Regions from separate parts of the Mus musculus genome. Here region 1 is linked to region 2. Evidence: chromatin contacts called from public Hi-C data. All regions are on one chromosome and are shown on one strand. The core of a region is the stretch at or near the end of the contact, and the rest is flanking DNA. Distances in the headings are between cores, read along the strand shown. Region 1 holds the start of Mfsd13a (major facilitator superfamily domain containing 13a). Region 2 holds the start of Zdhhc16 (zinc finger, DHHC domain containing 16).

Region 1 (4,791 bases), core at 210-2,709, 4.4 Mb before region 2:
GAATGTGACCCAGGTAGTAGTAAAAGGGGCCAGACTAAAAAGGGAGTTTGTAAGCCTCCACCAAGCTTCTATCAAGATGGAAGACACCCGCTGAGGGTAGGAGACACAAAAGCATTTCTCTCTTGAGGAGCCCTTCGGAGATACTTCAAGATCCTTCTCCTAGCAGTCCACTCTCCAAGGTTTCTGGGAGATTAACAACAGGAAAGATTGGCCAACCGCAGCAACCTCTGGTGACAGAGTACAATTGAGGGAGGAAACCAAGGAGTAACCGGCTGGGCCCGGAAGGAAGACTATCAGGAGGAGGAGGGTAGGCGGTTCCCACTCCCTTCAGGAGGGAGCCTGTAGAGACCACAGAGGGGAAAAACTACTAAGTAATACTGTATGTATCAGCAGTGCTTGGGTCAAGGATGAACGCTATCCTCACGTAGCCACAAAACTTGTTCCCACGTCTGTGGAAAAAGCAAATCTGTTTGCTGCCTGTCCTGCCAGTATCGAATGAGCAGGTGGAATTTCAAGTCATAATAACAAAGCAAATACTAGGCGTGTCATTTTCTCAGCAAGCTGCTGACTGGATTGTTAGCTGTTTCACTCCCTGGTCAGTCTCCGCAGAATGAAGGAGCCCGCAGGAGAGTTGTTGAAGGAGCCCGACTCTCTCCCGCGAGTTAACAGGTTCACCCTCCTCGGATGGAAAATGGAGTTTTCACCCATTGCCAGAGGGACTTTCTCGGTCCTTCACAGGATTTTATGGTGGCACGAAAGTGTCAGAGCCGACTCACCTCAGAATCGCTGGCCACTTCTAAGTCTCTGAGGAATTAACTGGGAATCAACCCAGGAGCTTTCTACTCAGAAACACGTGTAGTGGTTTTCATTTCGTTTGCACATTACCTGAAGAGCTAGCTATTCTAGAACACCTAGGCTCGGACCTCGCTCAGACCTCTAAAATTGGGATCTCTGGAGGTGATGCCCAGCATCTTTTAAACTATCCAGTGGTTCTACTCTGCTACCAGGTTTAAGGGCCACTAGGTCAATGAGTGAATCCCGGCCTGAACCATTGCATCCATGAACTCAGATTCCTCAAGGAGCAACCTGGACGGTGCATCCCCTTTTCTTACCCCAACAGAGACCTTCAGCGGGGATTCTACACTTGCCCCTTGGTCCCAATTCCTCCTGACCCCAGAATTTTCCAATCCATAATCTGGCACCTTAAGGAACCGCGCAAAGTGTCCCAATGACTCAAACAGCGCAACGCATTCCCGCCCCACCCTCGGGCTGGTCCTTTGTATCAGATCAGCCCCGGGGTCCGGCCCGCTCCTCCGGGACCGGAGAGGTCCTGGGCCGTGGGCCAGCAGCTCACCGCAATCCTGGCAGACGATGCCTAATTCCGCGGCAGCGGGGGAGCCAGGTGCCAGCCAGTGCGCCTGCGCGCTAGCAGCCTTGGGCTTCCCCAGTCTCTCCCTCCGCCCCTTCCCAGCTATTGGCTCCGCACGGCTCTCCCGATAGCAGCTCGGGCAGGTGACCGCGCCTGAGGCTGTCGCTGCCATGTTTGTAATGGGCTATTTCCCTTAGGGACCCAAAAGAAAACGGGCATCAGGCAACAGGGGCAGGTTGCCTGGATTCCTGAAGTACTTATCTCCTCTCTCTTACCTCCACGAAAACTGTCATTTCAGCTCAAAGCAAGTTCCTCTTGGGGACTCTCCCTTCTCTTCCCCGATCCTAATTTCAGAAGATGAGAATTTAGCAGAGACTACCTACGGCTGGATTGTGAGCCTGCGAGTGCAAAGTCCAGCTTGAGCTGTGGGCATGAGGAATCAAAGGAATGGAGAGCCAGGGCAGGAGATGGTAGACACAGGCACTTGGCCATTAACCCACAACCCATGCTGCCCGACTTCTTTGTAGTGGTAGTAATAAGAATTAGAAGACGAAGCCGGGCGTGGTGGCGCATGCCTTTAATCCTAGCACTTGGGAGGCAGAGGCAGGCGGATTTCTGAGTTGGAGGCCATCTTGTCTACAGAGTGAGTTCCAGGACAGCCAGGGCTACACAAAGAAACCCTGTCTCGAAAAACCTAAAAAAAAAAAAAAAAAAAAAAAAAAAAACAAGAATTAGAAGAGGAAGTAATGCCTGATTGTGCCTTTCTGAAATTCCTGTTGTTGTTGTTGTTGTTGTTGTTGTTGTTGTTGTTGTTGTGGTGGTGGTGGTGGTGTTGTTTTACGAGACAGGGTTTCTCCATGTGGCTCTAGCTCTTCTGGAACTCACTATGTAGACCAGGCTGGCCTCGAACTCCCAAAGATCTGATAATTTCCACCTTCTGAGTGCCGAGGTTAAAGGCATAGTCTGTAATTCTTGCTACATAGAAGGCTAGCCTGTGCTGAATACAGAGTGAATTAAGGGCAATCCGGGCACTTTAAACCCTATCTCAAACTAAAAACAAAAACAGGGCTGGCGATACACACACATAAAAGAACTGCTCAGCCACCTACTATTATGTACTTTGCAGGATAGGTGCACCGTTCCAAATGCCTCTTCCTCAAATTATACATGGGAAGTAGATGCTATTATTTCCACTTACAGATGAAAATAACCACTGGGTGCTGGTGGCGGCTGCACATACCTTTAGTCTTGGCACTGGGAAGGCAGAGACAGGTGAATTTCTGCTTTCAAGGCCAGCCTGATCTACAAAGCAAGTCCCAGGAAAGGTAGGGCATACAGAGAAATCCCATCTCAAAAACCAACCAACCAAACAACCAACCAAGCAAAAACCCTGAAGTTCAGAGAAACAGTCAATGAATTGTTTCTGTTTTTCGAGACAGTGTTTCTCTCTTTAACAGCACTAGCTGCCCTAGAACTCATTTTCTAGTCCAGATTGGTCTTGAACTCACAGAGATCTTCATGCCTCTGCCTCCTAAGGGCTGGGATTAAAGATGTGCACCACCGTGCCCAGCCTTCAACAAATTTCATACAACCAGATGCCCAACCAGGTTAGACCAGACTTCTCTGGAGTCTCAGAGGAGTCCTTCCTCTTCCACACTTACTAGACCTTTAAAATCAAGTCTGTATGGCTCAGTCCAGTTTCTAAGCAATCAAATAGGACCCGCTGCTATCTGTTTGGTTTCCCTACTGTGTTGGTTTGTATATGCTCGGCCCAGGGAGTGGCACTATTAGAAGGTGTGGCCCTGTTGGAGCAGGTGTGTCACTATGGATGTGGGCTGTAAGACCCTCTTCCTAGCTGCCTGGAAGTCAATATTCTGCTAGCAGCCTTCAGATGAAGGTGAAGAACTCTCAGCTCCTCCTGCACCATGCCTGCCTGGTGATAATGGAATGAACTTCTGAACCTGTAACCCAGCCCCAATTAAATGATGTCCTTTTAAGAGTTGCCTTGGTCATGGTATCTGTTCACAGCAGTAAAACCCTAAAACACCTACCCTGAGATATAAGGCAAGGAGTGCCTCTTTTGACTTTTCTGCCAAGGGACCTTCTTTTTGTTGAAACTGCTCCATTGCTTATGGGGATTTTGTAGGCATACAGGGAGAACTAGAGCTGAACATGACGAAGCCCATCTGTAGTCCAGGCACTTGGGAGCTGAAGGCAGTGTAAAAGAAAGAAAGAAAGAAAGAAAGAAAGAAAGAAAGAAAGAAAGAAGAGAGAGAGAGAGAGAGAGAGAGAGAGAGAGAGAGAGAGAGAGAGAGAGAGAAAGAAAGAAAGAAAGAAAGAAAGAAAGAAAGAAAGAAAAGAAAGCAGGGGACTAGAAATGTAGGTAGGTTTGGAAGGGTTCTCACTGAGCATACCTGAGCCTCAGGGTCAATCCCTATGTTGGGTAAAGTGCCTATGGTTGTGGCTGTCCCTGTAGTCACAGCGCTTGGTGGACCGAAGCATCAGGATCAGCTCAAGGCCATCATTGGCTACAGAGTTTCAGGAGCTCGGGAGACTGTTTCCAAGCCGCTGGGGAACGTGCTAGAGGTTAGGCACTACTGACCCTTATGCCTTTTTGTTGCTGGCAACTTTTTGTGCAGCAGAAACATTGTCCCCTTTTTACTTTGCAACAACATAGCAATGGGTTCATCACAGCAAACCGTTGGTCCCATAGGACCCTGTTCAACCCAGTCCTAGAGAGCCTTCGGGGATCCCACAGCACTGTCCCAGACACCCACATTATCCTAGCTTTTCCCCTTCCTCTCCTCCTTCAAGCCCTCCTCTACCCTTCTATGGCCCCTGTTCTGGAATAACCCCATCCAAGTATATAAAAACATGTTTCAGCCAGGTGTGGTGGCACACGTCTTTAATCCCAGCACTCGGGAGGCAGAGGCAGGCGGATTTCTGAGTTCCAGGCCAGCCTGGTCTACAAGTGAGTTCCAGGACAGCCAGGGCTACACAGAGAAACCCTGACTGGGGGGAGGGGGGTATGTTTCAGGGTGCTTTGAGATGAAAGAAAAACAAACGAACAGATACAAGATTGCAGAGTGAAATTTATTCCAGGACTTACATACATGAAGAACAGCACCAATACTGCTGTATCCATCCAGTGAGTGTGTGTATACTAGTTAGGACAAGAGTCGCTTTCCTGCTCTTTCTTTCTTCTTTCTTGTTTTGTTTTTTCTTGAGACAGAGTTTCTCTGTGTGGCCCTGGCTATCCTGAAACTTGCTTTGTAGACCAGGCTGTGCTTAAACTCAGAAATCTGCCTGCCTCTGTCTCCCGAGTGCTGGGACTAAAGGCAGGTGCCAACCATGCCCCGCTCCTTAAAACTGTTTTTTCTATTTATTATTGTATGAGTATTTTGCCTGCATGTATGTGTGCC
Region 2 (4,584 bases), core at 929-3,428:
GAAGCTGAAAGAATTAAAAGGAACTGTTGAAAAGAAAGATTGAGGGGCTGGTGAGATGGCTCAGTGGGTAAGAGCACCCGACTGCTCTTCCGAAGGTCCAGAGTTCAAATCCCAGCAACCACATGGTGGCTCACAACCATCCGTAACAAGATCTGACTCCCTCTTCTGGTGTGTCTGAAGACAGCTACAGTGTACTTACATATAATAATAAATAAATCTTAGAAAAAAAAAAAAAAAAAGAAAGATTGAGGCACACGCCTTTAATATCAGCATTCAGAGGCAGAGGCCAGCCTGGTCTACAGAGTGAGTTTCCAGGACAATCAGTTCTATCTAAAACATAGTGTGTTATCCCACCTAAAAAAAAATAAATAAAGATCCTCAAAACTGGGCATGTGTGTACATCTGGAGACAAGCGGATTAGATAAAAATGATCCTTGGCTTCACAGCCAGTCTGAGACCAGCATGAGATACACGAGAATGTATCTTTATAAAGAATCCGACTGTCAATCACCTTCTCCATCCTTGAGTTCTGTGTGAAATGCCTACTTTAAGGCTCGATTGACCAATTCTCATCTATGTATACCCTATTTAGGGTTCAAATCTTTCCATAAGTAGTCCTGGAACCTTCTTCTCTAAACCTTAAATTCTTATACATACAAATGTATGCGTGTACATACATACATACATATACACACATATGCCCAAGGTTTAAATCAAATGCTTATAAACATCTTAATACCTGGCTTGTAGAAGTATTCAATAAATACTTGTTGAATGAATGACCTGGAGAGATGCAGAACAGGAAAGGCTGGCAGCTGTACAGGAGCCAGCAAAGACACTCTCACCAATGTGATAACACCCAAGTATTTGCTGCGCTCATCCTTTCTGATTAACAAAGAAATAAAACCAGTATTAGAATCATAGCTCTAGAGATCAATAACCTAGAGGACAAATCAAACCGGAAATCAAACCCGTAAAATGGAAAGCTTGTGGTGCCTATCAACTCTGAGTGAACAGAGTGAGACCAGGACCCTCTCCCCTCAGCCTAATGGGATATCAGGATAATGACGAGGCTAGAAAAAGACGTATTAAATGGGCCACAAGTGAAAAAGTTTTCCCTCAGGAAACAGAGAAAAAGCAAAGTCGTATTTACATCTAAATGTGGCGGGAAGGCACGAATGACCTGAATGCACGGAGGAGGAATAAAGCCAGCATAATTTCTCCACACTCCAAGTACTGCCACCTCTCAGTAGGACCCACAGGCCACAGTGGCCATCTGCCACCAGATTAGAGATTAGCAGGCAAGAGCACTCCCCTAAATCACCATCTGTATCTCAAAGAAGCCTGGCTGACAGGGAGGGAAGGGGAGAGAGCAATAAACTCCAGAGCCAATAGATGAAAGTGAGATCAAAGTCATGGCAAATTTCATCCGGAAAAAGCTGCTGCTCCCGGAACCTTTGCCACCTCAAGCTGATGTCAGATATCAATAAAGCACAATATTCTATTAATGAAGGCTTCTTTCCCGGCTAACATGCTAAAAGGGAAAAAAAAGCAAAAGGAATGCTATGCTAACGTCAAGCTGCTCATTCATAGTTAAGGAGCTCACACTCTATAGAGTATCTGCCTGCAAGAGAAGAAACTGTCGTTCTACAAAACTAGAAAAAGGTTGTGTCTCCAGGTGCAGCAGGGTCCATCTATGATGGGCTCAGGTCCAAAAAAAAAAAAAAAATCGGCTTAAGCTTGGGCTGTCTCGAACCAACTTCGACACTTTGTTGTACAAAGCAAACCTGGATCTGAGTCTTCAAACTCATGAAATGGGCGAGTTGGGGCTGAAAATGCGTTCGGACCTAGGAGGACGCATCCACGCAGGGCAGGTCGTAGAGAGATCAGGAACTTAACTTAAAGGCCTGGACACCGGGACTCGGATGGGAAGCAAGAACCGCGCCTTTACTCTTACCTGCCTCCTGCCAGCTTCTCAATCAGCCAGATTAGGCCCAGTCTCCCTGTCCGCCACCCACTGCCTCCCCTTCCAGCTCAGGACCCAGGCCGGGCCGAGCTAAGGCTGACCCACCATGGCCCTCAGCCCACAGCGCTAGCCAGCGGACCGGGACCCGCCGCCCGCCCATCACCACCCAGCTGCGCAGGCGCGAGGCCCGGAGCCCGCAAAGGCACGCCCAGAGATCTGTCCCGGGGCAGCCTGGGAAATGGAGTCAGACCTCGCTCTTACACCCCGTGCGGTCGAAGGCGCCAATTGGTACTCGTGTAACTGCGAGGCCGCTCCTCTAGCTGACCAATGAGAAGTCGTCTTGGTTCTCATCCGGGTTGTGGATGGTGGCAAGCATGGCACCACCGGTGAGGTACTGCATCCCCGGTAAGTGAGCGGTCTCCGCACGCAGTTCCAGGCTGTGTGGCAACCAGCTTCTGGGAGCCCGTGGCTGAGGCAGCTTGTCTTCTGCAGGCGAACGTCTGTGTAACTTGGAGGAAGGCAGCCCCGGCAGCGGCACCTACACCCGGCATGGCTACATCTTTTCGTCGCTGGCTGGCTGCCTGATGAAGACCAGCGAGAATGGCGCGGTAAAGGAAGCGGCTACCCAGCGCGCGTTCCCTCTCCGGGTGCCGTTGAGTTCCGGTCCTTGGGCACAGGCAGAGCGGGCGGACGCGTCTTTGGTGGCTCAGCCGCAGAACGCTTTGGTCTCCCGGCTGTGATCTCTGCGCTGTGCTGAAGCACACCGGCCGCACACCCGTTAGGTTAATCTGACTTAAGTTCTGTGGATGCACACAGAAGGAAGTGGAGGGAAAAGCACGCAAATGTAAGAGTAGCCCAGCCAGCCGAGAGCTTCCTCACGTGGTACATCTCGACTACCCCTCCGCTTTCATGTGTCCCACGTCACTGACATCAATGTAGTAATGCTGGCGATTTCCAGTGTCTTAGTGCACTAAGCTCGCTCTTGTCGCGAAGCCTGTGCAATTCACGTGTCGTCTATCTGGAACACACTCCTGCTCAACCCCTTTATTTAATCGGTTTTTTTAGTTGTTTTTTTTTTTTCCCAGAGAAGCCCTTCTGGACCTTCTGACTAAAAAAAAGTGGGTTTGGTGGCAGAAGGATCGATATGCCCAAGAATCTCCCTCCAGGGCACTTATTTAAATGTTACTCTTGATCACTAGATTCTTGCCCAACTAGACATTTAAGTGGAGCCACGATTGGTGGTACACCAGCGTATCCCCAGCTTCTAACAGGCACAGATAAAAGCAATCGTTGATACATGTAAGACGATAAAAAATAAATAAAAACTAAAACCTTAGACTTGTGGCTCATCAGTACAGAGCTTACGTAGTATGCTGACCCTGGGACCACAGATCCAATCTCCCGAAAAAATAAAAACTCTTTAGGAACTGGCTAGACCTAAACATCTCTCTTTGTGTTGAGCTTATTTGTAAAAACAGATTCCAGTCTGTTGGTTCTGGAGATAAAGTCAGCCTCAGCCTGTGTGTTTAGTCACTGCATCGATGTCTCTTGAGCACTTTCAATGTGACCTGCTCAGGGCTGCCCTTATTTGCTACTGGGGATAGAGTCACGAGCCCAATACACAGCTTTTCTTACTGAGGAGGCGGACAGAAATCATGAGCAAATGTACAAAAGAATTGTGCGGTACAATAAGAACATGTAACAGGCTCTGTGCATTCTAGACAGTGACAGGATTTAGTCATCTGAATATAAGTAGAGGTGGAGGAGAGCAAAGAATGTGATCCTCCTGTAGAGAATGGGTTAGACGGACACTGACATGGGAGGGACTTAGTAAGGTGAGGAAACCGCACCAAGCAAGAGAGGTAAGATGGTACTTGCCAGCTGCCATTGGACTAAAACAAGAGTTGCCATTCTGTAGCATTTAATTGCAAGATCTGACTTATGAAGTGTAAAAAAAAAAAAAAAAAGTATAGCTTGGAAGAGTCAGGATATTCATAATTATAAGCAAAAGGATTTGTACCAGGAAATTCCAAGAGAATCTTCAGTAATTTACAACTAATCAGAAAGGCTATATTAAACCTGGCCACCTAATTCTAATGGCTTCTGATCCTCTATTTCCTAAAATGACTGATGTCCTCTGCTATAGGCTAAAAACTAATCTACAGGCTGCTTTCTCAAACCAAGGCTTACTTAGCCACTACACTGACCTTTCTATTTTCTCCACAGGTTCCCGTGGTGTCAGTGATGAGAGAAACAGAGTCCCAGTTGCTTCCAGATGTGGGAGCTGTCGTCACCTGTAAGGTGAGCGGGTCCTAGTCACTGTGCTATAGCTGCCATGGTCGGCTGCTGAATTCAGTAGTCGCCTGGCTATATAGGGCTGTTGAAGTTTATTTGGATGTGTTGACTCAGGCCTTTAATCCCAGTACTTAGAAGGCAGAGGCAGGTAGATACGTGAGGCCAGCCTGGTCTACTGAGTGGTTTCAGAACAGCCAGGGCTTCCTAGAGAAACCCTGTCTCAAAAGAAAAGAAAAATGAAAATTTTATTTTTAGCCAGGCTACAATATAGATACGATTCATCCTATCTGTGGTCTCAGTATCTGGAAGCTGAACAGAGTTAT

Evidence for each region. Hi-C and Micro-C count contacts between places; a contact is called where the count stands out from the background.
Region 1: a Hi-C map of B cells shows a contact between it and region 2, with 6 read pairs. The contact joins the promoter of Mfsd13a here to the promoter of Zdhhc16 in region 2. A contact is called at or near these places in 1 of 39 promoter capture datasets (cranial neural crest) and 1 of 484 Hi-C or Micro-C datasets (B cells).

Annotation. Positions count from the first base shown.
Region 1 is chr19:46,353,548-46,358,338 of GRCm38.p6, reverse strand. Mfsd13a (major facilitator superfamily domain containing 13a) reads right to left here and starts at 1,459. Exons shown (of 9, transcript NM_029186.2): 1 at 1,355-1,459.
Region 2 is chr19:41,931,039-41,935,622 of GRCm38.p6, reverse strand. Zdhhc16 (zinc finger, DHHC domain containing 16) reads right to left here and starts at 2,178. Exons shown (of 11, transcript NM_023740.3): 1 at 1,958-2,178; 2 at 740-885. It overlaps Exosc1 (exosome component 1), which reads left to right and starts at 2,309. Exons shown (of 8, transcript NM_025644.4): 1 at 2,309-2,371; 2 at 2,459-2,574; 3 at 4,193-4,267. The coding sequence starts at 2,341.